Regions from separate parts of the Oryctolagus cuniculus genome. Here region 2 is linked to region 1. A link is a contact called in public Hi-C data. All regions are on one chromosome and are shown on one strand. Each heading gives the region's core, a stretch centred on a gene start, on an enhancer-like site or on the middle of the called end of the contact. The rest is flanking DNA. Distances are from core to core; before and after follow the strand shown.

Evidence for each region. A called contact is a pair of places that touch in the nucleus more often than the background predicts.
Region 2: a contact with region 1 is called in a Hi-C map of embryonic fibroblasts, with 6 times the contacts expected there. The contact joins the promoter of LOC108177335 here to the promoter of GRM4 in region 1. A contact is called at or near these places in 4 of 6 Hi-C or Micro-C datasets (ear pinna, embryonic fibroblasts, skin fibroblasts and 1 more).

Annotation. Positions count from the first base shown.
Region 1 is chr5:135,163,131-135,169,758 of mOryCun1.1, reverse strand. GRM4 (glutamate metabotropic receptor 4) reads right to left here and starts at 4,103. Exons shown (of 11, transcript XM_002714597.5): 1 at 3,449-4,103.
Region 2 is chr5:135,607,327-135,613,540 of mOryCun1.1, reverse strand. LOC108177335 (gametogenetin-binding protein 1) reads left to right here and starts at 2,589. Exons shown (of 6, transcript XM_070074685.1): 1 at 2,589-3,255; 2 at 3,786-3,907; 3 at 4,172-4,266; 4 at 4,509-4,653; 5 at 6,108-6,214. The coding sequence starts at 2,825. BAK1 (BCL2 antagonist/killer 1) reads right to left here and starts at 1,381. Exons shown (of 7, transcript XM_070074688.1): 1 at 1,158-1,381; 2 at 173-261.

The DNA.
Region 1 (6,628 bases), core at 2,854-5,353:
ATAGCCCTGTAGCCATGGCCCCAGCGAGAAAACAGGTCCCAGGTCTGGTTTCTGTCTCCCTAAGGAGCAGAAGGAGGGCTGGGAGAAGCAGGCAGAACCCAGACTTCCCAGTCCCGAGGCCGGCAGCCCCAGCCTGGGAGAACAGCAGGCTGAGCTCTCCTGGGACTCCGGTGACCAGAGCCTCGCCAGTGACGGGCAGCCAGTCCCTCCTCCTGGAGGCCCCGGCGGCTTCCCGAGACAGCCGTGGTGGCTCGGCCGCCCAACAGCATGGGCCAGCATGTCCCAGTCACTGCAGATGCTATCTCCCTAATTGAGTGGGGTCCAGATAACGTCATTATGCCCTGCGTTCCCCGACTTATTTAACAGACGTGCGTACACAGATATTTATGCCTCACTGCCGCCCCACAATCGCTCAACAGTGAGCTTCGTAATAAAACACTGCCACAGGGGCCATCGGCCTTAATTGAAGGGGTGATCTCTACCGTCGTGGCGCTCGGTGTTCCAAGGAGCCAAGAGAAATACAGACACGGGAGAAGAGCCTCTCTTGGCCACGGACCAGGAGGCAGGTGGGCAGGGCTGTGGGCTGGGCTATGAGCAGCCCTCATCTTTCCTATACAAGCTCCATTTCTACGCGGCCCTCCCAGGAGCAAGCTAGGGCAAGAAGACAGGTCGGGGGAGAAGGAAGCCGGCGAGGAACAAGTAGCTACTGCCTAGCGGGGGAAAGCAGAGCAGGGCTCAAGGATGGGAAGAGAAGGCTGCAAGGGCCAAAGTCAAGGCAGCCCCTAAATTCATTATTCAGAGTCTCCTGCTAACTAGGGCAGAGGTGACGCTCGTGCAAAGAAGCCCTCCCGCTCTTTCCATGAGCCAGCGCCGAGGGGAGGGGCCGGTGCCAGAATGCTGAACCCCCCAGCGCCAGGCCCACGGAGCCCAGGGCCGCTCAGCCCCCCCCCCCCGGGTCAGCCTCTCCTGCCAGCCTCGGGGAGCAGGGCCAGAGCCCAGATGCCAGCTCCCTGCACGCCTTTCTCCGGGCGGCGGAGGCGGCCGCCACTCTGCAGCAGGGAGATAACCTTCCCCAGGCAGCCGGCCGCCCAGCTGCCCGGGCTGCCGGCGGGGCTGCCCGCTGCAAAGCTGGGGTCCAGGCCGAGCAGAGGAGGACAGCAGGGGTGGGCAGAGATCTTGAGGAGGGCGGTAATTAGGGGCTGCCGGCTCCACACTTGTCTCGGGGAAAGGACTCGACTATTAGCTGTAATTGCAACATTCGGGAGCCGGCTCCCATCTCTTCCTGCTGGCAGCAGGGCTGTGGACACCCAGGAAGCAGGTGTGCAGAGCCCACCCCACCCCACCCCCCGGCCCCTTCTGGCTGGTGGCACGGGGCTGGCTCCCAGGCCGGCTACCTCAGCTGCCTGCCGTGGTGCTGTGCAAGGCGCTGCCTCCCTGAGACGTCATTGCTGCCGCCAGGATGAAGCCGCCCAGATGCAGGTGGGGGGAGTGGGAGGGAGGAGCAGCCACACTAGGCCAGAGGCGGGAGCACAGCTCAACTCTGCCTGCTCAGGACCTGCTGCCCCCCCTCTCCTGCAACTCGCCCAAGGTGGGGGGGGGCATTCCTCCTGTGCAGCCCTGCCACCTTCCCTCCTGGTCTCCTACTTGCAAACCCATCTGGGCCAGAGAATCCAAGAAGTGACTGAGACCTGGGTCGGGGACAACTTTCTGGGTATTTCTGTCCAGGTGGTGTGAAGGTGTTGGCAGGTGGGCGAAAGCTTATGCCTGAAGACACAAGTTGAGGGAGAGGTTTCCACAGTGGTGCCCTAACTCACAGGTGCGCGCCCCAGCCAAACAGAAGCTCAAAGCTCCCCCCACCTCTCCAAGGACAAGGCCCTGGCTGAGGACTGGGGAAGCCCTCCAGGAAGTTGGGGGTGTGTGTGTCAGGGTCAGGGGGACAACGGCTTTGCACCCCACTCCCCGCTAGCCTCCAGGTCTGCCCACAGAGCAGATGAGCCCCCTGCCCTAGGGCACAACACCCAACAGCCTCCAGACTGCTCTGTGGGAACTCTGCACAGACAGGAAGCTCCCCTGCTAGCTACAAAGTCGTAAGCCCAGCATCCCCTGTGGGTAGGGGAGAGGGGGCAGGCAGAGGGCCGTCCCCAGGGGCTGGCCCCCCGGGGCTGTGAGGCCCACGCTGCAGAGCAGCAGGCTGTGGGATAGGGGTGCCGGGCACCCAGGGCCTCCCTGTGAGCCCTCTGCCCGCTCCCAAGGTGGAAGTATGCACCTACCCACGCTCCCTCCCATCACCCCCCCCTTCCTGCCAGGCGGATAGAGGGGCTGGCAGACACGTGGCTCAACGGGGCAGCCCAGCGAGACAAGCTCGGCTCGGTGGACGTCTGGAAGAACCAGCCTTCTCCCCGCGCCGCGCCGCGGGCAGCGAAGGCGAGGAGATGGGGGAAGGAGGCGCTTCCTCCGAGAGGAGTGAACCGTGAGGGCGGGGGCATCACTCGGGGCCTAGGGGCAGGGGGCGCTCGTCCGTCCGCGCCTCAGGACTCCCTGCGCCGCCGCGGCTGCCCCAGCTCTGCACAAACAGCTTCAGACCGCCCGGTGCGGGGGCGCCCCTCGCCGTTGGAGCCTCCCCCCTCCCGGCCCCGCCTCCGCGCGGGGAGGGGACGCCACCAGCCCGCGAGCGCCGGGGAAGACCGACCCCGCAGCGGGGACCCCCAACCCAGGCGCGCGCGCGCGCACACACACACACACACACACACACTCACACAAACACTCGGCAGCCCACGCGCCCGATTGCCGCGCGGGGATTCGGGTTCATCACGGTCCCGGGTAGGGACGGCCCCGAGCGTCCGGAGACAGCCTGACCCTCAGGTGCTAGCGCTGCGGGGAGACCCCAGGCCCTGGGACGCCACCCCAAGCCGCCGCGGCTGTAAGGGGAGAGGGGGTCGCCGGCTCCTGCCGGTGGCGAAGGCGGCGCTGGGACGGCACGGGAGCCAGACGCGGTGCCCGGGAAGGGAGCCCAGGCGCGCGAAGCCGGCGCTGCCCTCCCTCGGGGAGAGACGGCGGGAGAAGAGGGGCAGATACTGCCCCGCGCCCCCGCCGGCCCTGCCTTTCCGCAGAGGGGCGCGCTGATGAGAGCCAGCAAGACCCTCCATCCGCTGCTACCCGACATAACCCCTGTCCAGACACTACTTTCCCAAGCCCGAAAGGGGGAAAAAAAAAGCCGCTTTCCCATTCCCTCCCTCAGGTCTTCTGGAAAAGCAGACGCTACCCCAAGGGGAAGAGCCCCTGGGCCGGGGTCCCGCGCCCTTCGGCCCGAGGGCTCCTCCGGGCGCTACCGGCCGGAGGAGCTCGCCGAAGGACACCTCCCGAGCCCTGGAGTCCCCGCCGCAGCCCGCGTCCCAGGAGGCCGGAGGGCTTGGTCCTCGCTGCCCGTCCCCTTCGGGCCACAACTCACCGCGCGCCGGCGAGGTTTAAGCCGCGGCGAGGGGTCGGCTGCGCGCCCGCCTGCCCCGGGGGCGCAGGGAGGCGGCGGCCGGAGGCTCGGTGCTCGCGGTGCCCAGAGCCCGGGCCGCGGCGGGCGGCGCTGACGCTGCGGACCGAGCAGGGCGCGGAGCCGCCCGGAGTCCCGGACGCAGCAGGGATGAGCTGGCGAGAACGCCAAGCCCGCGGCGTTCGGCGGCTGCTCCGGCGAGAGCGAGCTGGCGAGCGGCGGCAAGCCCTGTTCCTGCTGCCGCGGAGCCCGGCGCCCGAGCCGGAGCGAGAAGGAGCCAGGAGGCTCCGGGGAACTGGGTCCGGCAGCGGGCTCCGGGCTGGGAAGGCAGCGGAGCGGGAGCCGACCAGTGAGCGCTGCCCGCCGGGGTGCGGGCGCCTAGCGGCGCCGCGGCAGCGGCAACAGCGGCAGCAGCAAGGAAAAAAATGAGAGCGAGCGAGAGAGGGAGCGCGAGACGGGGAGAGAGGGGAAGACGGCGAGAGGAGAGGCTGCGGGCGGGGCGGGAGCGCCGCGGAGCGCGAGCGGGCGAGGGGGCCGCAGCCGCTGGCCCCTGCGCCCACAGCCGCTGCCGCACCCGAGGAGGCGCGAGCCCAGCCCCGCAAGTTTGCGCTGCAAGTGCGGGCCGAGCGCGCGGCGCTTCCGCCAGCCTTTTAAAGAGAGAGCACCTGGGAGCCCACCCCTACCCGCACCTCCACCCCCGGAAGGCCCGGCTCCTGCGCGCCCCGCCGCCCCTCCACACGAGGCGGCTCCCCCCACCTCCCCGCGCGCGCCTCCACCACACCCCACTGGCGCCCTCGCCCGGAAGCCCCCCTCCCCGGCGCGTGCCAGCTCAGGGACCCCCGACCCCGAGGAAGACTCGGCCGGGGACTCCTCCTCACCCCAGAGGTCGAGGGTCATGGACTCCCCCCTACACACACACACACATACACACACTGAAAAGTACAGCAAGGCCCAGGCACGCCAGGGGCCGCGCTACTCCCACCCGGTGCGTCACGGGAAAGCCTCCCGCGGGGCTGCTTCTCACACATCGGCGAGCACGTGGTGTGTGCCCCCGTGTGGCATGTTCTTTTGCACACCCCACTGCGACTGGTTCGGGCCTATGATGGTGGGGGGGAGACAGGCCCAGGGAGGTGATTCCACGGCCCCCCTCCACGTGCCTCTCTGAGAGCCAGTGGCTACGGGAACATTCCAGCCACTGCTCCACCAGGGCTAACAGGTGGCCTGGGCTGCGGGCTGCAGGAAGCCTTTGGCCTTCAAGGAGCTGGAGCCCAGCTCTCCCCCCTTGGGGGGGGGGGCTGCAGGTGCTTTGAGAAAGGTGGCCTTCGAGGCAGGCAGGGGAGGAAGCAGGGAGGGAGCCATACCGCCCTCTTAGGATGGCAAGAGCATCCCTTCCCAGACTGCAGAAGTGACTTCAATTAGAGCTGTAAGTGTGTGACTGTCCTTGTCCCAGGGAGAGCGCAGGACACAGTGCCAGGGAGCTGGGGACAGGGCCGTGGCAGCAGAGCTGTACAGACCCTCCCTGCTGCAGAGCACAGCCCAGGCCTGGGGGCACCCAGCCACTCCCACAGCTCCCACTTCCAGGATGAGGGCTGTGGGGGCAGGGGCGTGGCTTCCCCCTGCTTCACCCCTGCTCCCTCCACCTCCCTTCTCCACAGACCTGCCCCGGTGGGAGGTGGGGGGCACCTCCCCTGGCGCTCCAGACTCCACAGAGCCAGCACCAGTCTCGTTCACCATCCTTCACCCGGGGCTGGCACTGTGCCTGGACCATAGTGTGAGCTCAGAGAACGTTTGGTGAATGAGTCGCTGTTGGCAGAGCGCACACGCACTCTGCCGTCCCATGTAATAGCCCCAGGACATGTCTCATTTACACCATCAGGTGGAACCCTCTGATGGAGGGGCCCACATTGTGTTCAGGCACTCATGCACGCTGCACATGTGTGTGTGTGAGAGAGAGACAGACCAGCATAGCCCAAGATCCTGCTCCATCCCCAGCCCTGAGAACACACACACACACACACACACACACACACACACGCCATTGGGACCCCAGCGGGAAGCGTCTTAGAGAGACGAGCGAAGGCCGTGAAAGCCGCTGCCTGTACCCAGCTGCTCTGCCCAACCGCGTGTGCGGTGGTCCAGGCTCACCGGGACTCAAGGCGTTCCCGGAGGGAGTCGGCTTCCCGTGCCTGCCCACCTGAGGGCCGGGTCCCCACCCGCAGATCGAGCGCTGCAGGGCCCGGGCACTGCGCACAAGAGGCTGTCCAGCGTGGGGAGCCGCAGGCAGGTTCCGATTCAGCGGGCCTGGGTTCTGACCCGAGTGCAAGGGTTATTTTTTCTCCTTCTCTCAGCGGCACCCCCTGGGCTGGTCAGGAGCAAAACACGATGGTAACGCATGCACGACACCTGGTCCTGTATGTGGGAGCCACTGCCGTTTCTAACACAACATAACCCTCACCACCCTGTGGTTGAATAAGGGAGCCGATGGGTAAATGAATGGATTAGCCAAACTGAAAATAACACGGGCCACGCTGCCCATCCCCTGCCCGGAGCAGCGCCTTCACTCTGGCCATAATTATCCCGCCCCCGCCCCCCACCAGCTGTGTGGCAGAAGGCTGGGCAGGCTATATTTTTCGGGGTTAAAAAAGGAAACACTGTTGGCTGGCAGATGGCTGAGTTTGTGTGGACTCGTCCAGTCTGCAGGTTCCCCGCCTGGGGCCTAGCTCCTCCAGGCAGCCCGCCTGGACCACCCCTGGGGCCTCCAGACTGCCACAGCCCCAGAGTGCTCAGCCATCGGCCCTCACCTGTGGGCCCTGGCCGTCCAGCGGGGGGGTACCTTCTTCTCTCTCTTGGGATTATGGCCGACTACTCGCCCTGGACACACACATGCTTCAAGGAACTCCCATGGGCATCCCCTGCCTTGGGGGAGCTGGGGAGCCCCCACTATGGAAGACCCATGGTCACAAGAGACCCCAAAGAGTCACACACGGAGGGCCCGGGCCTGGGCCACCTGCTCCACAGTCTGCCTTCCAAAGCAACCCCCACTGCTCAGATGGACTGGGAGGGAGTGGACAAGGGCACAGGTCTGGGAGCCAGGAGGCCTGGTCCCTAGGTCTTTTTCTTGGCAGGAGCCAGGTGCTTCTCCTG
Region 2 (6,214 bases), core at 1,340-3,839, 450 kb before region 1:
CAGGCCCCAGGACTCCTACCCCAGCCCCATGCCTCCTACCCAGGCTCAGGCCTCATACCCCAGTCCCACGCCTTATACCCCGGCCCCACCACGCCTTGTACCCAGGCCCCACACCTCGTACCCTGGCCTCACACCGTGTACCCCAGCCCACGCCTCTAACCTGGCCTCACACCTGCTCTCCTGTCCCGGCTCGGTTTCCCTCTTCGCCCCGTCCCGGCCGCAGCGCCGATCTGCCGGTGCCCTGGGCAGAGGGAGTGTTTCCTGGATGTCAGTTGTTTCACTTTCACTTTGCACCCCTTGCGGAGCCCAGTTTCCCCAAAGTTGCCTCCATCAGCAGGAAGGAAGCGCCCCCTCCTTGGCCTGCAGAGGGTGCAGCCGAGCCCGGACCCCACCCCTCCTGAGCCTGGGAACACCCCCCACCTTCTTTTCAAGCTCTCCAGGGGCTCTCTGAGAAGGGGTGGGGGCCACCTGTGTGTCTCTGCACCCCACCCTCACCTTCTTAGGGGGTGGGATAGGCTACGGCAGCCAGACTCATTAAAATAGACCTTGGCCTGGCACACCCCCTCCCCAAGCAGCTCCTTCCCCCTGCTCCCCAGGTCCCAGCACCCCCAAGACAGCACGGCCAGAGGATGCTGACCGCACCCCCAGCCCCTCCAGCACCTCCCCAGGGGCTCACTGCTAGTAAGCAGGCAGAGCCTCAGAACAGCCCCCACCAGCCCAGGCAAGTGGCCTCACCTCACCTAAGGGGACACCATCCCCAGCACCCCCAATCTGCTGGGCCTGGGATGGATGTCCCCAGGGAGATCGGCCTGGCTGGCCGGAGTGGGGTGGGGGTGGGGGAGCATGGAAAACCGAAAGTTCTCTCCCTGCCCTTGACCTAGGCTCTGACCCCCACTTCCATCCCCTGGATGGCTAAACGCCCCAGTTCTTGGTCATCCTGGGGCCAGGGCCAGAAGGGAAGCTGGGGGGTGGGGGGAGACCAAGCTAGAGGGAGCCCCAGCAAAAGCAGTCCCCTGCAGGAGTCGGAGGAACTGCCAGGCAAACCTTAAGGCCTTCCCCCACCCCCCACTCCCCAGCACCCTCCTGGAGGGCTCTCTGCCCCACCCTGGAGCCGGGGCTGCTGGATTAGGGAGCGTGGAGGGGCTCTCCCAGCTTACCTGCCCACACTCAGGCCGAGGCCATGGGTCCTCTCGAGGCCAGGCGGGTCCCAGCTTCCAGGAACAGGCGTCAGTGTTCCGGGCGGCCGGATGCAGCCTCTGCTGGTCCCGGCACGGCCCGAGGGACCCTCACGGCTCGGACGATCATAGAGGTGCTGGCTGCTCCCGGCCGCAATCAGCTCCCTCTAGAGGAAGTCGCTGGGCGGTCGCCGGATGCCGAGGCACAGGCCTGGAGCCCAGAGCGGGAAGGCCGGGGCTGGCTGAGCCCAGGGGCGGCGCGGGCGAGCGGGAGAGGCGGCAGCTCTCCTTCACCCTCCCCGACTGCCAACCCACCTCGACCTTGATCTTTCTCACTTCCTTCCATGCGTACCGATAAAGACACAGGGTGCCCAAGTTTCTTAAGCTCCAACTGCTGCAGGCCATGCACTTTAGCAACCTTGGTCTTGTGGATCCAGTCAACCAGGACCTTCTCAACAGCCCCTGGAAGTAGGTGCCATGGACTACACCCATTTTACAGATGAGCAAATCAAGCCCCAGCTGGTTTACAGAATCACTGAGCTGATTGATAATCACATCCGTAGGTGGAGAGTGATAATACTGAATTGAGATTCCACCTGTAATTCAGATCGACGCGCCAGGCACCTCGGTGGTGTCTGGAGATTGGAAATCCTGAAGTCGGCAGGCAGAGCAGCACAGATCAGAGGCCCAGCATTATGGCTGCAGCAGGCTAAGCTGTCATCTGCAATATTGGCATCCCACACGGAAGCACGGGTTTGAGTCCCGGCTGCTCCACTTCCCATCCAGCTCCCTGCTAATGTGCCGGGGGGGGGGGGGGATGCAACAAAAGATGGCCCAAGTGCTTGGGCCCCTGCACCCACGTGGGAGACCTGGCCTTGGCCTGGCCCAGCCCTGGCTGTTGCAGTGGTTGGGGGAGAGAACCAGCGGATGGAAGCTCTCTCTCTGAGTCTCCCTCTCACTCTGTAGCTTTGCCTTTTAAATAAATCAACACATCTTTAAAAGCAACAACATCCACAAACTCCATGGTGGGGACAGGCATTTGGCCCAGTGAAGAAGCTGCTGCTCAGGACGCCTGCATCCTGTATCCGAGTGCCAGGGTTCAAGCCCCAGCTCCACTTCCTATAGCAGTTTCCTGCTAGTGTGCACCCTGGAGGCACCGGGTGAGGGCTGCCATCCATGTGGGAGATCTGGATGGAGCTCCAGGCTCCTTCATTCAGCCTGGCCCAGCCCTACCTGTTGTGGGCATTTGGGGAGTGAACCAGCAGGTGCAAGATGTCTCTCTCTGTCTGGCTGCCTTTCAGATAAGATAAAAATTGTTAAATCCTCAGTGAGTGGGGACAGGGGAGGGAGGGCAGGTGCTGTCTGGCTGCGGGAATGTTCCGCAGGACAGAAGGAGGCAGGGTCCCCGCAGCCCCTGGTCTCAGTCCTGGTCCCTCTCGGCCGCCTCCCGGGACTCCTGCAGCCCCGAGAAGCAGCAGCCCGCCAGGCCTCTGCCTTTAACTCCTCCCCACCCCCACCCCATCTGCTCTGTGCCTTCTGGAACTTCCGGAAGTTTCCAACTGGAGGTTTAATTTGAAAACTCCTGTTCTTCAGCAGTTGGTCCTGGGGTGGCTACCTTGACCCTCGCTCTGAGAGGCTCCGCTCTCAGGATGGAGGCCCCAGCTCCGACCCCTCGCCCGCGGATTTTGGGCCACTCTTCCATGTTCTGCTTTTTCCATAGTTTGGCTAGGAGCAGGGACAGCCGGAAGAGCCCTGGCCAGGCGCTGGTACCGCAGCTCGGGGTCAGCTCCCTGATGCTTGGCTGCCAGGGAGGCGGAAGGAGGGAGGTGGGGCCACCTGCCACCCTGCAGGGCAGCCCATCTGTGGCCACACCCAAGGGCGCCACCCATCTGCCTTGGCTGGATCCCTTGGGGCTGGACATGGGCGACATGCGGGTCCACACCCCCGACCCCAAGGAGGTCCTGAGGGTCCCGGCCCAGGCCGTGAAGGTAAAGGCAGTGCTGCCCACCGGAAGCCAGGAAGTGCTAGGCAACCCGTCTGAGGAAGGGAGGGAAAAGGAGCAGCCAGCCTCCAGGGACAGGTGAGGGGCTGTGGAGCCCCAGGCGGGGCAGTGGCCTGGGGCTGGGGGCAGCATCTGGGCCTGGGATGGGGGCACCCAGGCTGAGAAGCGTCAGAAAGCAAGTTCCCAGCTGGATAAGGAGCTCAGTGGGGCGCCTGAATGGGCGGGGGCAGGGATAAGGGGACAGGGACAGGGAGGAGCCATCAGGGGTTGGGGGGCAGTGGGGCTGGGGGCAGGGACAGGGTCCTCCTGCAAGTGTAAGCTGTCTTCGTCCCGGAGGGAGCACTAGACACCGGAGGGGAACGAGCCAGGGCAGGCGGGGTGCCCAGCGCCCCCAGCCCCTCTGCCAGGCCCTGTCCTTGGCGCTCTCTCTCCCCCAGCACCCCACTTGCTCCCTGGCACCCCTCTCTCTGCTCTCTGCCTTCTGCAGCCTGCTCTGGGAAGGCACAGCACGGGGCTGAGGGGAGAGGTGGTGGCAGGGCGCATGCGCAGGGGTGGGGTGGTCTCCGGACCCCTCCTGCTTCCCCTCCCTGACTGTGCTGTGGGATTAGGGGCTACTTGGCCTGGGCTCTGGAGGTAGAGCAAGACCACCTGCAGAGGGCCCTGGGGCCAGTGGAGGACACCACGGAGGCCGTCACCAGCGACGACGAGGAGATGGAACATCTGCTCGAGGGTGAGTGCGGGGGCCAGAGGGCCGGGCGGGCGCCAGGCACGTGGGGCGGACCCTGTTCCTCCAGGGCTTCTGAGGGTGCAGGGCCTGGTGGGATATGGGACACAGCCCCAGCTCCAGCACGCCCCCCCCCCCCCAGGGATGTGACAGCGGCTCCTTGCGTCCTCACGGCGGTGAGAGTGTCGCACCTGTCCTGTCCGGCAGGGTAGTTGCAAGGATTGACTGAGGTGCTGTGCCCCTGCCGGTGACCTTCTACCCTATCCACAGGAGACCCCAGCTTGGCCTCTTCCAAGGCGGGGCTGACCCCCTGGAACCACCTCCTCAGTTTGTACAAGCAGCTTCAGAAATCAGCCCTGGTCAAGGTCTGCGGCCGGGGTGGGGGAGGGGTGGGGAAGGGGCGGGGGAGGTGGTGGCTGCAGGTCCTGGGGTCTGTGACTTGGATGGGGGTGGGGGTGGGGTGGGCAGTAGTCCCCTTTCCTGACCTTTACGAAGCCCTCCCCTTCTGCTTCCTGTTTACCTGGGGAGGGTGAGCCAGGGGCTGCAGCTGGGGGTCCTGGCCCTCATCACCTGCTTAGGGACCTGCATGCCCTGTTTCCCCTCCAAGGAAGCCCTGCTCCAGGAGGAGGAGGAGGAGGAAGAGGAGGAAGAGGAAATGGAGGACGAGAACAGCTCACTGCAGCTGTGTGTCCCAGGCTCTGGCACCCTGCAGTCACCGATGACTAAGACTTTTCAGCCAACGGACACAGTGGGTAAATGCCTGGACCCCTTCTCTCCCAAGGCCTCCCCAAACCCCCGGGCCCGGCTTTGGCCAAGGGCTTCACAAGGGGTGTAACACCAGAACTCACCACCAGATGGTACCAGAGGACCTAAGATGACTCCCACAAGGGGCCCTGCATTGGCTGGGCGGGAAGCCGCTGGGTCCTCGCCTCCTCCCCTCAGAGTTGGGGAGGCAGTGAGGCGGGGGCGGGACCCTTCACCCCCTCCCCGCCCCGGCCACCTTCATCCCTGGTTTTCCCATCGTGCACTGCTGTGACGGAGCCCCGGAGGGAGCGCAGTTGACTTGCGGTAATAATATGATAAAAATCCTTCCCGGGACTACCACTCCGAGGGAGGGCCTGTCTACTGCACGTGCAGTAGACAGATGAGGCCAGACGACATGTCCAAAGGCACAGCCTGGACTTGGGGGCAGGCGGTCCGGGCTCCAGGTCAGGGCTGTGGATTCCGTGGCTAGAGGACGGCGGAGGGACACACGTCTGCTCCTTGAACGCTCTGGCCAGAGGTGCAGATGCGCTCACACTTCGCAGGAGGGGGCCTACGCAAAATGAGTTTCCAGAGCAGGCTTGGGGCAGGCCCGCTGCCCCCAGGGAGCTGAAGAAAGGGTTCCAGCAGGGCTGGCCTGGGGTTGCCCAGAGCTGGGGGACAGAGCCGCCACCTCTCCCTCGGATGCCCTCGCTGCAAGCTGCCCCGCCATACTCCCCACCTGTCCCAGGCTCTGTGCAAACTCGGGGCCCCCGGCACGAGGAGCCTGGGATTATTTCCCGCCAGTTCACCTGCGGCTGTCCTTGGTTCAGTTATATCCTGGCACTGTCTCCCTGCAGGCAGCCGCAGGTCCCACAGGTGGAGGGCCCAGGCCTCCAGGGCCACCCCTCCACCGACCCCAGTGGCCCGCCCCAGCCCTGGGCTCTGAGAGCCGGTTGCGGGGTCCCACCATGCCTCCCAGAACGCAGGGGCCATCATGCCTACATTTGCCACTTTATTGTAAAGGACATCATGGAGAGTCGTGGGAGCCGGGCACGCAGGAAGGGCACGGGGGCGCCCAGGCCCTGTGCAGGCACCGCCGCGTGTCCAGCTCTGCATTTTCCAGGCTCTGCCCGTGAGGGGTTTGTGGAGGCTTCACTGCGCAGACTCGATGATTAAATCAAGCGTCCTCGGTGCTGGGCTTAACCGTCCGCTGTCCCGAGGCTGGGGGGTGTGGTCGAAAGTCCCAAAAGTCCCAACGCTCTGCTTGTGCCTGCTTCTTTGTGGTGCCCAGCCCCAGCCTGAAGCTGCCCGGGGCGGCCAGCCGCAGCCAGTCTGTCTGCACACACAGGCCCTCACGCTTGGGGGGGTTCCCCAGACTTCACGAGCTGCGGCCGGGAACCCGGATGGAGGAGTGACTGTGTAGGCTCCTGTGTCACTCGTTCCCTCGTGTGTGGCTGCTCAGGCTTCGTGGAATCCGAGCTGAAGAAGCTTCTGGCGGGACAGCAAGAGTCCCGCCTCTGGAAGACGGGTAGCCAGGAGGGCCGGAAGTTGCTGAGCCAGCCAGAGAGC